2 separate regions of the Oryzias latipes genome follow, and region 1 is linked to region 2. The links are chromatin contacts, called in public Hi-C maps. All regions are on one chromosome and are shown on one strand. Each heading gives the region's core, a stretch centred on a gene start, on an enhancer-like site or on the middle of the called end of the contact. The rest is flanking DNA. Distances are from core to core; before and after follow the strand shown. Region 1 holds the start of LOC101166063 (E3 ubiquitin-protein ligase znrf2). Region 2 has its middle 34 kb from the start of trim71.

The links. Hi-C and Micro-C count contacts between places; a contact is called where the count stands out from the background.
Region 1: a contact with region 2 is called in a Hi-C map of embryo, with 1.8 times the contacts expected there. The contact joins the promoter of LOC101166063 here to the enhancer-like site in region 2. A contact is called at or near these places in 2 of 5 Hi-C or Micro-C datasets (embryo and fibroblasts).

Annotation. Positions count from the first base shown.
Region 1 is chr11:14,372,099-14,379,295 of ASM223467v1, reverse strand. LOC101166063 (E3 ubiquitin-protein ligase znrf2) reads right to left here and starts at 1,279. Exons shown (of 4, transcript XM_004073876.4): 1 at 520-1,279. The coding sequence starts at 838. It overlaps mturn (maturin), which reads right to left. Exons shown (of 4, transcript XM_023959903.1): 3 at 5,749-5,871; 4 at 2,920-3,913. The coding sequence ends at 3,806.
Region 2 is chr11:14,225,921-14,232,865 of ASM223467v1, reverse strand. No RefSeq gene overlaps it. Among protein-coding and RNA genes, the nearest start is that of trim71, 34 kb to the right of the region's middle. Within about 2 kb of position 4,850, at least 3 of the 8 cell types and tissues checked have an H3K27ac peak or open chromatin away from gene starts, as enhancers often do. A contact at or near this core is called in embryo, where this site is marked.

The DNA of each region.
Region 1 (7,197 bases), core at 30-2,529, 150 kb before region 2:
GGAGTCCTGAGGCGGCGTTTGGCTTTTGTTGTGATCTAATCCGGCGAGCTGCAGAAAACAGCAAGACCTGCAGATTCAGGAAGTTTGTGTGCCGTTGTTGTGCGTCTGCCTGTCAAGCAATGTGTAACCAGCAGGAAGCTCTTATCTGTTGACCTACATACTGCGCTCTTCCCTCTCAGCCAGAGCGCAAAACAGTCCTGTTCTGTAAAAACACAAGAGCAGAAGAAGGAAAACAAAGAACAGCAGAGCAGCCGGGGCCACCTGTGGCTCAGTTAATGTGCCAAACAAAGAAGTCAGTCATCAAACAGATATGAACTGTGGCAGGTATCACAGATGGAAAAACACTGAGCAGTATGCTTCCCTAACAGAGTCAGGAGTGCTCGGAGAGCTGCTGCACAAAGTGTTGGAGATAAGAATGGGACATTCTGTGCTGCAAACAAGCATTCCTAGTCCACGCAGACAGAATCAGTAGATGTCATCATGGGTTTGTGGTCAACATGTTGCGCGCTGGAGCCTTACCTCCCAGCAGGCGAGGCGATAGTTGTGCCGGCAGAGAGCCTATGAGTAACCTGTGGCTGTCGGGGGGCAGCTGGCCTTCCACCTCATCTGTGCCATCCAGGCTCTGATTGTGTGACCCTGACCTGCCGCCGGCCGGGATACTCAGCCCGGAGCTGTTCGGGCCTCCAGCTGTGTATCGGATTCGGGGTCCGTCGGGTCCGTTGGTGTACCTCAATCCCGAAATCCTTTCCCGTCCACCGGAGTTCCCAGACGGGAGGTCTGAGCTGGAGTAAGCCCGAGTCCTGCCGTCAAACACCTGGCTGCTCTGTTTGGCCCCCATGATGCTGCGTCGGCTTTTATTAAAGATTTCTTGCACGAGACATTATGACAGTGACTTCTGAAGGGAGGAAGCCAACAAAAGGACAGGAATCAGCCGCGGTCCCGCATGTCAGATTTCTGCCCGTGCGTAAAGTGCGCACACGCTGACGCTGAACTTGCTCTCAGTTGTTCGGGGTTGTTTTCTGTCTCTCCCTTCGTAGCTCAGCCCTCCTCCTCCCCCCACTTTTTTTATAACAATGGGAAGAAGAAGACAAAGTGGAGAAGACCTCTGCGGGATCGCGCCAGCGGCTCCTGCGCTCCAGACGAGGGCTGAGGCGCAGCGGCAGACCCCAAGCTCTTCTGCTCCCACTTTGTTTTTGTACTTATCTGCAGCCGTCTGGACAGAAAAATAAAAACAGGATTGCCCTCCTCCTCCTGCTGTGGGGCAGTTTGGTCAAAGTCACAGAAATACAGCACATGAAACGGAAAGCTGGCTTCAAAATAAAAGCCTGCAAAACCTTTGTGTCCTCGGGGCCGAAAAAAGGAGCACTACTCGAATGGTTTTATCTGTCTGAGGTAGGTGGTGTAATAAACGCTCAGAGGTTTGTTAGTTTTACTCAACAATGTACTTTAAGTGTGCTCATGTCAAAATAAAGACTAAAAATGTCCCTGTTCCCAGGGGACTTATTTGAGTTTTATTTATTCCTAAAGTGTGTTGTAATAAATTGAAATAGGAAATGTCATTTCGGTTCAAACGGAGAGCAAACACAGACCCACACAAAAAGATGAGGTGGGTGTGACTGTGAAGAGGTGGAGAAGATTCAAATCAATCACTGTTTCTTTTTCTGCCTGTAGAGCAGAACATTCAGACCAAATGTTCAACACACTCAGCAGATCATTTGCAACGACACTTACATTTTCTTCTCATCTGTCCGTCAAGACAAAAATTCCTGTCTGTCTCTATTCCATGAAAACATCCTAAAGTTTCTCTATCTTCAGTTGTCAGCAGAAAAGTCAAAATTTACAAGTAATGTTTCATAAAACCCTGATTTCAAAATGTTTTCATGATAAGGTCTCTATGTCAAAACTGTCTCAACACCTAAAAGGATTTAAAAAATGAAATTTTCAGTGCCGGCATGAGTAAAGAACCAGCAGGTTTAGACTGGAAAAAGCCCTTTGAAAGCAGCAGTTTAAAGCTTATCTATGAAGATTACACAAGGTTGACCTTTCATCAACCAAAAACTTTTTGGGAGTTAAATGTTGTAATTCAGCCGTTATCATAGATGTTTTACGTTCTTTAATTAAATTCATAGCAGGTTTCCGAGAATTCTATGATTTTTCCAGAAATATTTTGTTCTCAAAAATGACTAATTTTTCAAAATTGACATAATTTTAAGATCATAAAGGTACAAAATATGGAGGAGTGTTTATGTTGCTGTACAGAGGTCTGAGGATGCATTTTAGGTAAATTAATAAGAATTATGCATTTACATTGTGCAACATTATGTAACTAATATGTATTTATTATTATGTGAGGTCCTTTTTTGGACATTGCATGCTGTTGTTTTGTTCTATGGTTGTGGTTCAAAATCTTGAGTTTTGCCTGTTGGTGCATGTTTGATGTGTAAATACTCATATTTGTGGATTCATTTATGCAGCTGAGTCTATAAGTTAATTTTGATTTATTTGCAAAAGTTGCTGAGAAGAATGGGTGAATAATTTTACTTCTTATGTTCCTTCATTCATTTTCTGCCGTTTTATCCCTTTCGGGGTCACAGGGCTTCTTATATATTCTAATTATTTGAAACTTATATATTATATATATTATAATATTCTTTTTTTTTTTGTTAAGCGGACAAAGTAGTTCTATTTCTTCTTGACAGAGTAAATAACAGTTTCCCCAGGTCTTCTGTGCAGCCAACCATTTTCGTGCTTTTACTTTGAAAGTTGAAGCCCAGCTTCCTGTGCGCATAGACGTCTCAAACCTGACGCAGTGAGCGTCAGGTGGTCTGTGACGTCAGCAGCAGCAGCAGCAGGTCCAACATGAAAATCCCTCCATGTTTGTGTCTTGTGCTCCAATAAAAGTCAGGCGGGAGAGGAGGGCTCTGCTCACACGGGTTTATTGAGCAAACAGAAGAGACTGCTGGACGATCACAGGCTCATGAAGGAACAGCGTTACAGGCAAAAGGAAATGTGGGGTGTGTGGGGGGCTGTCATGTGGGGAGCGCTGCAGTGCATCTGTGACTGGAAAGAACATGGGCCCTACCCTGGGGTGAGGGCCTCCCCCCTTCTCAGCTTGGTCATCAGATGAAAGGTTGAAAACAGCAGAGATAGGAAGAAAAGGCATGTAGAAGAATCTAGGAGTTTTGCAGAAGAGAAGACCACCGACAACAACCAGGAAGACTGAAGGATATGAGAAGTGTCATGTGCAGCATGTTTGTGTGTGTGTGTGTGGGGGGGGGGGGGGGGGGGTGTCCATAACTGTGACAGTGTGCAACAATAAACATCTAAAATGGGTTTCCTGTAACTGTATGATGTTTGTCATGTCATTTATAGAGCCCCCCCCCCCCCCCCCCACACACACACACACACTTGCTTCTTCCTCTCATCCTCATCCTCACATCTGCAGCCCCAGAAGGACAATTTTCCGCAGATTCCTCCACAGAGTTAGAAGGGGTTTATTGTCGTGACGTCCAACTCTACTTTTACCCAACCTCTGGACTCTTTCTGAGGAACCAAGCAGATGGAGGATTACTACTTGCATTGTACACAGGGTCCCACCTCCCCAATGTGTGTGTGTGTGTTTGTTCTATGGAGGACTCGACAAAGTGCATTCTTTGGGAAGCAAAGCCACTGAGACATTCAAGAAAAATGGTGCAATTCCAGCAAGTTGACTGTAAGTATGTTTATCATGTGTTCATGTCCGGAGGTTTGGAGCAGCTCTGCTCAGGCCAGGTCTCCTTATGGGTACTGGAGGGGTGGGGGCGGATCACTGCTGGCTGACCCCCATCTGCTGCTGGTCGGGTCCAGGTTCCCCCTCCACGTCGGCGTGGAAGTGCTCAAAGGTGTCGTCGTCTATGTCTGGAAGGCCCAGCAGCTAGCAGAAAAAGAAGATTTTGAATAATTAAATCTTTATTTAGAGGACAAAAACAGCTACAATGGAAAAGACTCAAATACAGAACTACTGGTAGGTTTTACTTTTCATCATAAACAGAATGGAGCTTTAAGACTAAGACTTTTCTGTACAATTTGTTAGCTTTTACACATGGGGGTGGGGATGGGGGGGAGTTCTTGTGCATTTTTCTTGCCTCGAGGGGGATAAACTCGCTTATAATGTTCAAAACAAACTTTTTTGGGACGGAAACCCTGAAGTGGTCTGCAAGGTAAGGAAGGTGGGAGGTGAAGCTTAAGTTGATGGGCTCTTTTCTTCAAATATTCAGGACTGAAACAAATCCTGTTACATTAAGCTTTAAGACCATAGATTGCCATGAAGCACTACAAGATGGACTGTTGTCTCAAAGGTAAAGGTTATATCCTGCCGATGAGTGTGAAGCTCACAAGAGCTCCTTCTCTTTCAATTTACTGATGGGTAGAGAGGACTTTGAACAGGAGGGAATTCTGCCACCTTCTCTGTGTGAAATTTGTGTTTTCCACACTCTGTTGGTTATTTAACCATAACAACAAAGTAGGACAAGGGGAAATGCCACAACTTCCGCTTTGAGCCATTTAAAAATAGAGGCAAGTGAAGCCCTGGTAGAGGACCAGTTGACCACTAGGCCGCTTTTTGCACAGGCAGGTCAGTTTTCCTTTACTTCAGTGTTAAATAGTATAATTCCAAACATCATTAAACATCCTTGTGTTCTGGTTCAAACCTTTTTTAACTTCTTTGGCATTAAACACCTGAATCTTTTTAAACAAATGTCAGCACTTGTGGTTCTGCCAGTCTTTCTGATTGTTGGTGCTTCACATCAGTGCAAAACAAATGTATCAAGTCATGTGACCACTGGCTTACTTCAAATCTTCATGCCGTCATTGGGACTCAGGAAGGACAGAAATCTAAGAGATCTTTTGTTTGGTTTTAGTTCTGTCTTGTCGTTGCAAAAGAGTTTTTTTCTTCAGTGGATCATTCATTTTAATTGCGTGCGTTTATAAGTTTTAGTTATTGAGTAATCAGCATCATATTATTAAAACAAGACACCACCCTATGTTCCCAAACTCGACACAAACCAGGAAGTACCAAGTTTTGCAGTTCCACTAAAGACCACCGGAGGCAGGTTACAAAAACGAGCAATTTCCTATCGACTCCAATGCTTGAAGGCTAATTTTACACCAAAATAAAACATATTTACGCTTGGTTTGAAGGATTTTTATGTTCATTACTTTATTTCCTGTATCTGACAGCTTTTTGGGGGTAAGGGTGAATTCCTTTTAAAAATCTGCAGTTTTGATTTTAGTAAAGCTCAAATCTCTTCATATTTGGGGATGCTGTTTTTGACAGGCAAGTGGGTGACCCAACCCAACTTTAAACTTTACTTTGTCTTGTTCAATCAGCTACCTTAGACACACTGAATTAGGCAGACAGTATAGGTTTCCTTTTGTTGAACCCTTGAAAACAGTAAAAAAAATGTATGTACAATGATTCTCCTTTTAAATTTAAGCCTCTGTGATTTTATTCATACGGTTTAACCTAAAAATGTGAAATTTTGGTTACCAGATTTAAAAACAATATCATTTAAGCTAAAAAAAGATGAACATTTTTTACATTTTTTTTTTACACAAACCTTTGAACTTAATTTTTCCTCCTTAAAATAAGTCAAAGTAAAAATCAGCCTTTCTGATGTTTAGCCCACAGCTGACAGACTGAGCCTTGTATTCAAGGAGGAGAAGCTGCTGCTGCAGAAATGCTTGAGGAGCTGAAGTAAGTTTCCTTACAGGCCTGAAGGAGGTGAAGACTTTCTCCAGCACCTCCAACAGAGTCTTCTTCCCACAGGAGGAGATGTAGTCCTGGGCCAGTTGGAGAAAGGGAAGGCAGTCCTCGCTCTCACTCCACACATGCTGCAACACAAACGGAAACGTTTTCATCAAGCAAAGCAGCAGAATTTACGTTATGAGTTCAAACACATGTGGAATGAGGGAAGGGAGGAAACAATGAGGTCCTAAAACAGAGAGGAACCAATGAAGGAAGAAAGGAAATTAAATGTTGGTGTCTAACATGGCAGATATTTTAGAACACTGCTTAATTATGGGCTGACGAGAAACAAGCAGCTTGGCAAAATACAGATCAGGGTTGAAGCTGGTTTGTGTTCATTCAGCCTGATGAAGGAACTGAGTGATAAAGGCTGCTGTGTGGGACAGGTTACTGGAGCAATGGCCCCTTTGCTGGCTTTAGTGTTGTTTAATTGCAGTCTAAAGGCCGTTCTCTTAGGTTATGCATTAGCTTTTTGGGGCGGGCGGTCAGGCATGGTGGAGAAACTTAGCAACAGGTGGCAGACAGGCAAACTTATGAGGTCCTCTTAGGGCTGCTTTTGCTTTTTCGTAATCCACAAAGCTAATTCTATTTACCTTTCAATATTTCACATTTTACAGCTAGATGATTGGATTTGCTTTTAATGTCATTGTCCATTGTACAATGAAATCCATAAAGAAAAACTTGTACATTTTACTTTGACAGGATAGTTTTTTTGCATGAACTTTCAAAAAACAAAAAAGATGAATACTTGAAGAATGGAGGCTGGTTTGTTAAAACACATCAAAACACAAAAACATGAAGTTCATCCAAGTTTACATAACAGGAAAAAAAAAGCAATGAAAAGCCACTACCCCTCCTCTGACTAAAATTCTGCTCCCCCAACCTCTTTTAATGACATATTTAAGTACCTCTGGGCGGCTGGATGTGGAATGACATGAACAAGTCCAGATCCCGGTCATGATCTGAATATTTCGGACACATCAGTTTTTACTAACTGAACATTTGACAAATTTTTCTTTGAATTTGCATTTTACACTGTTTTTTTTCTTCTTCAAATCCAATAAAATCCAAAGTGCTTCAATTACTATCTTTTTTTCCCCCCACTGGATGGTGTTTTAACGCTGGTTCTAATCCCTAATCTGCTTCTAAAGTGCCCAAAGTTTGATTCCCAAGTTCACACCAACAAAATGTGGTTAACCATCAGAGGAAACCATCTCTGTTTTGGACCAAACTTCTTATGAAGTGTTTTTTTTATTTTATTTTTTTCATTTTTGTTCTCACCTCTGAGTTTCTTAGTCTTAGTCTAAGATGAGGTTCTGCTCTCCAGCTCCTCCCCTATCTTACAATCTAGTTAAGATGTTTCTGATCACAAAAACTTAGTGCCTGCTTCTAAACCTCCTTTTGTTTCTAAA
Region 2 (6,945 bases), core at 3,601-6,100:
AGGCCAAAGGACGACCCAACCTTCCCCACCTGAAGGAACGTTTGAGGTCTGATTTAGCAGTCTGACTAGTTCTCTTAATTACAGAAAATACGCACCAGACTAACACATATTTTTCAACAACAATCCAGGTGGATCCTGCTGTTTTGCCCCAATACAGTAGGTGGCAGGATGCCTTTTATTTTTTTATTTTTAATTTACTAATGAGCTTGCAGAAAAAGTACTACAGACTTTTGGGAGAAATGGTGGATGGTGGACGAGAAATTAAATAGTTTACAAATTAACTGAAACTAACTGAAAACTTAAAACTTGAAGTTAAGGATCCCTTTCTTTTTTTTTTATAAATAAAAAGAAACTCAAGATCAGGAAAAGTGGTTGTTGGAGAAGCTTCAAGAGATCAGAAGTCATGCAGAAACTGAGAATATAAAAAAAAAAAGTCAGAATTAAAAAGAGAATCACGAAACACTAAAACAGGACTTTTGATCATCGACTGTATAAGAGAACTGGACAGAGTTAGCGTGACGTCATCCGTGGAAAAGGGTTTACTATCGGCTCCAACCAGACTGAAGCATTTTTTGGTGATTTGGACGGCGCCATTTGTTGGAACCATACAACATAAGTAAGCAGTGTTTGGTCCAAGTGTGTCTGAGTCAATATTTTTATGGCAACCACTCTCACCAATCAGGAGTGAACTTATTGGAAGTCCACCCTCCTACCACTTGGAAGCGGAAGAATCTGTCAATCAAATATTTAGAACTTTGGATGTTGGGGCCAGCAGGAACCACATACAAAGTAGTGCGTTAAGTCTTGTAATTCACACTTTGCACCATTATCCCTAACTTTATCCACACCCAGCAGCCAATCAAATTGGGTATTCACCTGGACTGTGGTATGAAGATATATCTATATCATACATGACACATTGAATCCATTAAACCTTAAGTTAATCAAAAAGAATTTAATTAATTGCTAAACAGGGAGGTGGACTGATATAAACCCCCCACCCCACCCTAACTGTATTTATGTTGTCTGTTCCAATGAAAGAAAATGCTAAATGTAACTTGATGTTTTAACAAATATGGGACATTTTCCAGAATTGGCTTTGGTCTTTAGGAAAGGAGATCAGAGCAGATGAACGGGAAAATGAAGGCGGCATGGAAGCTCACCTTCTCTGCTTGTATCAGCCGTGTGGCCCAGCAGCACCAGAGGAGACAAACAACAGTTTGTGAGAGGCATAAGGAGGACTTTAACACCTCGCTTTCAGCTTCCTGCTGAGCCGAATCTGTCTGAACGTTTCTGTCTCTGACTCTGTTTGTGGCGCCGCAAGCAAAAGAACGATGGCCTGCCTCCAACACACCAGCAGTTCATCACCTTCTAGATTCAGACAAATGCAGAGTGGGTTTTCTGAGCCTTTTGCTGGTTTTCTGTGCAAAAATGTTCTCGTCTTCTGATTGGGTTGATCCCCTCCCCCCCTTTTTTGGGCATCTTTGTGTCTGTGGAGAGCTTATAGAGAGACTTTGAAGAATGTAAAATCCAACACAAAATCAATGTCTGCCTCTGTGCTTCCTGCTGTGGCCCCGACTCCGCTCCTTCTCCCCACACCCACCGGAGAAATGTCTCTCGCTTCACAACTGAGCTCAAATTGGATTTGAAGGCATCTTCAGGGTCGGAGGTCACATCTCCCAGACTACGTCACGACCTCCGTCACTCCCACGTCAGCTGGGATCTGTGAGGGAGGGCTCAGTCCCATCCACCCACATCACAGAGCCTCATTTGGGAGCTGGAGATCCTGACACTGTTGACTGTGTTCAAATGAATCTCTGTCACAGACGTAACGCCGTTGTTCACGCCATCGTTTGTTCCAAAGATCCAACACGATGTAAAAAAGTTCACAAACGTTGTTTCCATCCTGATCCAGAAAAGATAGTGAAGAAGCAACATCATGGTTTGATCCATGAAAGGGAAGGAGGAACTTCTGAAAAAACTTTTCATCTGCTTTTGTTCTCAGATCAGGAAACAAAGTTTCCCCGTCTGCACCAGAGGAAGCCTCGTCCTTTTCACACTCAAATTCATCCTCACTGGAAGATTTGATTCATTCAACATTCAGTCATTTATAGAACACTTTGATGCAGATCTGAGCCGTTTCGGTGCTGTTGCTTTAAAGGTGGAGCTTTTATTGTGAAAGATTTAGCCTTAATCCTTAAACCTGAAGTTAACTGTCGTGTCATCTTAACACGAACAAGTTAGAGTTAAATCCAGATGATCTTTTCAAAACGTTTTCATCTGAATTTCAAGTAAACTAAAGCAGTTTTTCTTTTCTTCTCTCACAACCATACTGAACGTTTCTTTGGTTTAATGTTTCAGCAATAAACATGTTTTTTAATTTCCAGTAATTCTGCTCTCAGTCATTTTTCAGTCGTGAATGAATATATTTTATTTGAGATGTGTTTTTTCCTGCATGGATCATCTCCGCCATCTTGGTTTCTAATGAAAATGAATCCTGAACTGGGATGGGTTGCTCCCCCCACCTCAAAAATGATTTTTTTTTTTAAATCACAGTTAGGCGGGACAAAAAAGAAATTGTAACGCTCAAAAATCCCAAACCCTCAATTTGAGCAAATTAGAGCTTTAAAAGTTAAAATGACTACCCCCCCCCCCCCCCCCCATGAGAGATAACAAGCGTAACAGAAACAAACAATATATAGACATAATAAAAATATATGCATCATATCTATACATATAAATGTAACACATTTATAAATGTAATATGTCAGAAATGTACACAAAAATATAGAAAGGACTGGATAATAAGGCACACCATGCTTGGTTCCACCTGGTTTGTGTCTAAATTGGTAAGAGAAGGTTCATTTGAAACTCAAAAAAGCTGCAATTTTCTAATCCTTAATTCTAAGATGATACAGCTATAAAAAAGTGTTGCTACACCTTTTTTTTTCTGTGATTTTCTATTATTTCAGTGAAATGAATAATGGTCTTGTTAAGAAACACATGTGAAAAGGATGAGAGTGAAAAAAAATCACTGGTAAAATTTGAAACCAGCTCATTTTGGGCCTTTTGGGCTTCCATAGCCTCAGTGTCCGCTCCCATTATAAAGGCTGAAAACGTGCTGTGGTGAATCTGCTGCTGTTCCTAGCAGAACAAAGAGAACCAGCCTGGATCTCTGAGCTCTCGGGTGCCTTCACAGTCTGCTGCAGCTAATTGGCTCCTCTGAGAACCACCTCATCCACAAATGCAGAGACCTGCATGTAGACACGCACGCCAGCAGCAAAAGGTCCTCCCAGCCATCTGCTGGGGCCTCCTTCACCAGCTCTGCGCTCTGGATTGGAGGTGCCGCCGGCCTGCTGGTGTGTTTGATCAGCCAGGCGCTTCCTGTCGCCATTGCTTTGAAGAAGCTTTCATGGCTCAGTTGTGACTTTAGGACACTTCTCTGGTGGTTTCAAGGAGAATTTAGTTCATTTCACAGCCAGAGATCTCTGTCTCATTTATGCTTCATGGTACAATGCATTGTAATCCAGCCCCTCCTCTGTAATCTGATTACTTCAATATTCTGCATAAATACTGAATGTGAGACTGGAAGTCTCTATTAGGGAGTAAAGTTCAGTGTAATACTGCTGACATCTAGCGGTCGAGGAGTGAAACTGCAACATTCCAAATGCATTCCAACAAGGAATGCATGTAAAAATGACTATTATAAATAAATTTCAGCCTCAAATACACATGCAGATCTCTCCCTCCTATCATATTTTCTATATACCATACTTTCAAGACCATAAGGCGTACTAAAGTCCTACATTTTCTCCCAAATGTACGGTGCGCCCTATGGTGCGGCCCAAAGGGGTTGTTGTTTGACTTCTGTATAGAGGACGTAGGAGAGGACAGCATGAGAACGGTGAGGAGGGGAATTGACGACGTGAAAGAAGACACCCCGAATAGTACAAAGGTGCAGGTATGAGCATGATGCAGAACAACACCGTTTTGGAAACACTGAGAATTCTGCAAAGAGACTGCTTATGAAGCTCAGTTTCAAATGCAAGTTATCAGCTACGCGGAGGAACATGGGAATCGAGCAGCTGCGAAAGAATTCAAGGTGAATGAATCCATGATTTGCAAGTGGAGGAACTAAGCTGGAAAACAAACTCTGACAGTTAAGAGATGCAGCTGAGTTTCCACGGAAACAAGGCAAGGTTGACTTAGTTGGAAGACCTGAAACTGGCCGGCGGATTACAACGAAAAGCTGTCCATCTTCCGCTCCTCATACTGGGAGGCAGCGCCAGGCGAGTTACGCCACAGTTTTCTGAATGGAATGATACTTGGGCTGACGTGTCTTTCTTTCTGTTCTTGGATCTTTCCCAACAGGCGGCATCATTTATGAGGAGGCGCACGGCAACTAGACGGACTCTGACGATGACCAAAGGGAAGCCGGCGTGTTTGATAGAAATGTAGCCCAGCTGTTCATTCCAGATGCAGAAGATGACGACTTTAATGGAGTTCAGGATGCTGATTGATGACTGAAAAAAAAAAACACAACCAACTCAGTTTTGCTTCCTCTGCCTTTTTAAAACACGTGCATGTTTTACCGGTATGTGTTAACGTAAAACACCCATAACTGAAACTGCACCCTTTATTACATCCAGGGCTGTTGTATTGTAAGGAGAGGAGTGTGTTTCTGGGAATAATATGGCTTTAATTGTGTGTTTGTTTGTGTGTGTATGTATTGGCAGGACAGTGCGTGGTGTGGCTGTTTGACTATCACAGTTAAAAATTTCGGCTCTTTGTGTCAAACCTGTCGGCCCCCCTGAGCTAGAGGGAAAGAAGCGCTAAGGTTGTACTTCCTGTTCTGTCCACTAGGGAGAGCTGCGAACAAAGCTGCGGCAAAACTGGATTTTTTTTCTCTGTAAACAAACCAACAAAACAAAGTAAAAAATATGCAATTCTTAGAATTTGTTATATTTTTTTGTTTTTACCTATTTCCGGGGATTTTACAGCAGAAACAAAAAGCTTTAATCCACCAAAACAAATACCATACAGTCTGCAAACAGATCATGTAATTTAGATCATAGTTTGTATATTTTATGAGGAAAAAAAAAGGTTTGGGTGTTTTCAGCTCAAACTGCTTCATTTTTATGTTTGACAACGATTAAACAAATAATTATTTCAATTCCTTTCTTTACTTTATGCAAAACAAATTAGCACAGGACTACATAATATATTATAAATTTTCACATATGACTACTAAACAAAAGAAAAAAAAAATCTTTGAGAACAGTCTGAAAATTAAACCGTTTTTCTCTCCATAAAAACCAAATCAGGAAAAGCCCAAACCTAAGAAACAGAGAAACGTAATAAAGAGCTGCTTCCAGAAATGTTTTAAAATCAGGAAAATGAAAAAACTAATGAACGATGAAGATAAAAAATATACAACACAACAAAATGAAAAAGTTCTGAATCCCCAAACTCACTGTTTACAAGCCCTGAACAAAGCCACGAGATTTTAGCTTCAGTTCATCGAACTGTCCCTCAATGTAACTCATTTAATCCAGTTAAAATAGCTAAAACTCTGCATTGACTTCACAATACAGTGGAGGAAATGAGTATTTGCTTATTTTGTGAAATTAAATTGTCATCCTGATGGTAGGTTCATTTGTACAGTCAGAGATAGAAATCACACTGCTCAAAAAATAAACGGAACACTCCAAAAAAAAAAACATCCTTTACCTGATTTATCCGTTCTAAATGCATCATTGCTTACACAATTTTTGTTTGTGCCGACAACACAACCAAACAAAAATGTATTTTTGGAAAATAATTGTATTATCTTAATGGAGGTCTGGATGTTGAATAATACTCAAAACTAAAGTGGAAAAACTCACTAGCTTCTGATCCAACTTTAATGTAATGTCTTTGAAACAAGTCAAAAATGAGGTTCCGTAGTGGGCGTGGCCTCCATGTGCCCGTATGACTTCCCTGCAATGCCTGGGTACGGTTCTGATGGACCAAAGCATCCACCCTGAACAGTCTGTGATGTAACCTGACGTTAGCGGATGGACTGACACTGGAAGTCCCAGATGCTCTCTATTGGATTCAGGTCTGGGGAATGGGCGGGCTGGTCCATTACATCAACACCTTTGTCTAGCAGAAGACACATGCACAATTGTGGCCTGCTGGAGGTCATTTTGCAGGGCTCGGTTTTTCTCTTTGGTGGTCCTGGTGCAGGGTTGTTGCCCTCCTTCAGCCTCCTCCACATCTCCTGGTTTACTGTCTCCTGGTAGTGCCTCTATGATCTGGACACGCACACGCGCATGTGCGCGCACACACAGAGCCATTCCTTTATAGAAGGTTTCTTGCTGATCGCCTATTATTTCCAGCTGTTGTTTATTCCACAAAACATGTGAAATTGTTCGTCAGTGTTTCTTCCTAACTGGACAGTTTGATTACACAGAAGTGGGATTGACTTGGAGCAACACTGAGTTATGTAGATGTTTCCTTTTGTGTTTTTGAGAAGTGTACATTAATTTACATTTCATTAAGGTCAATAGGTATTTGATCCCCTAGTAACCATGAAGAGTTCTGGTTCACACAGACCAGTTAGACTCTCCTAACCAACCTGTCACCTGAATTGAAGACATCTGCTTGAACTAATCACCTGTAGAAAAGACACCTGTCCACAGAATCAGTCCATCACTCAGACTCCAAAGTCTCCAACATGGAAAGACTAAATCGCTTTCAGTGGATTTAGATTGTAGACCTGCACAAGACCGGAATGGACTATAAAACCAACAGCAAGAAGCTGGGGTTTTAAGGTGATAAGTGTTGCTGCAACATGACCATCAATCCACCTTTAGGTTTGAGGCTCCAAAGCAGATCTGTTCTGGTGGGGTCTCCATGATCATGATCAACAGTCAGAAATCTCTACAATAACATGACAGGAGT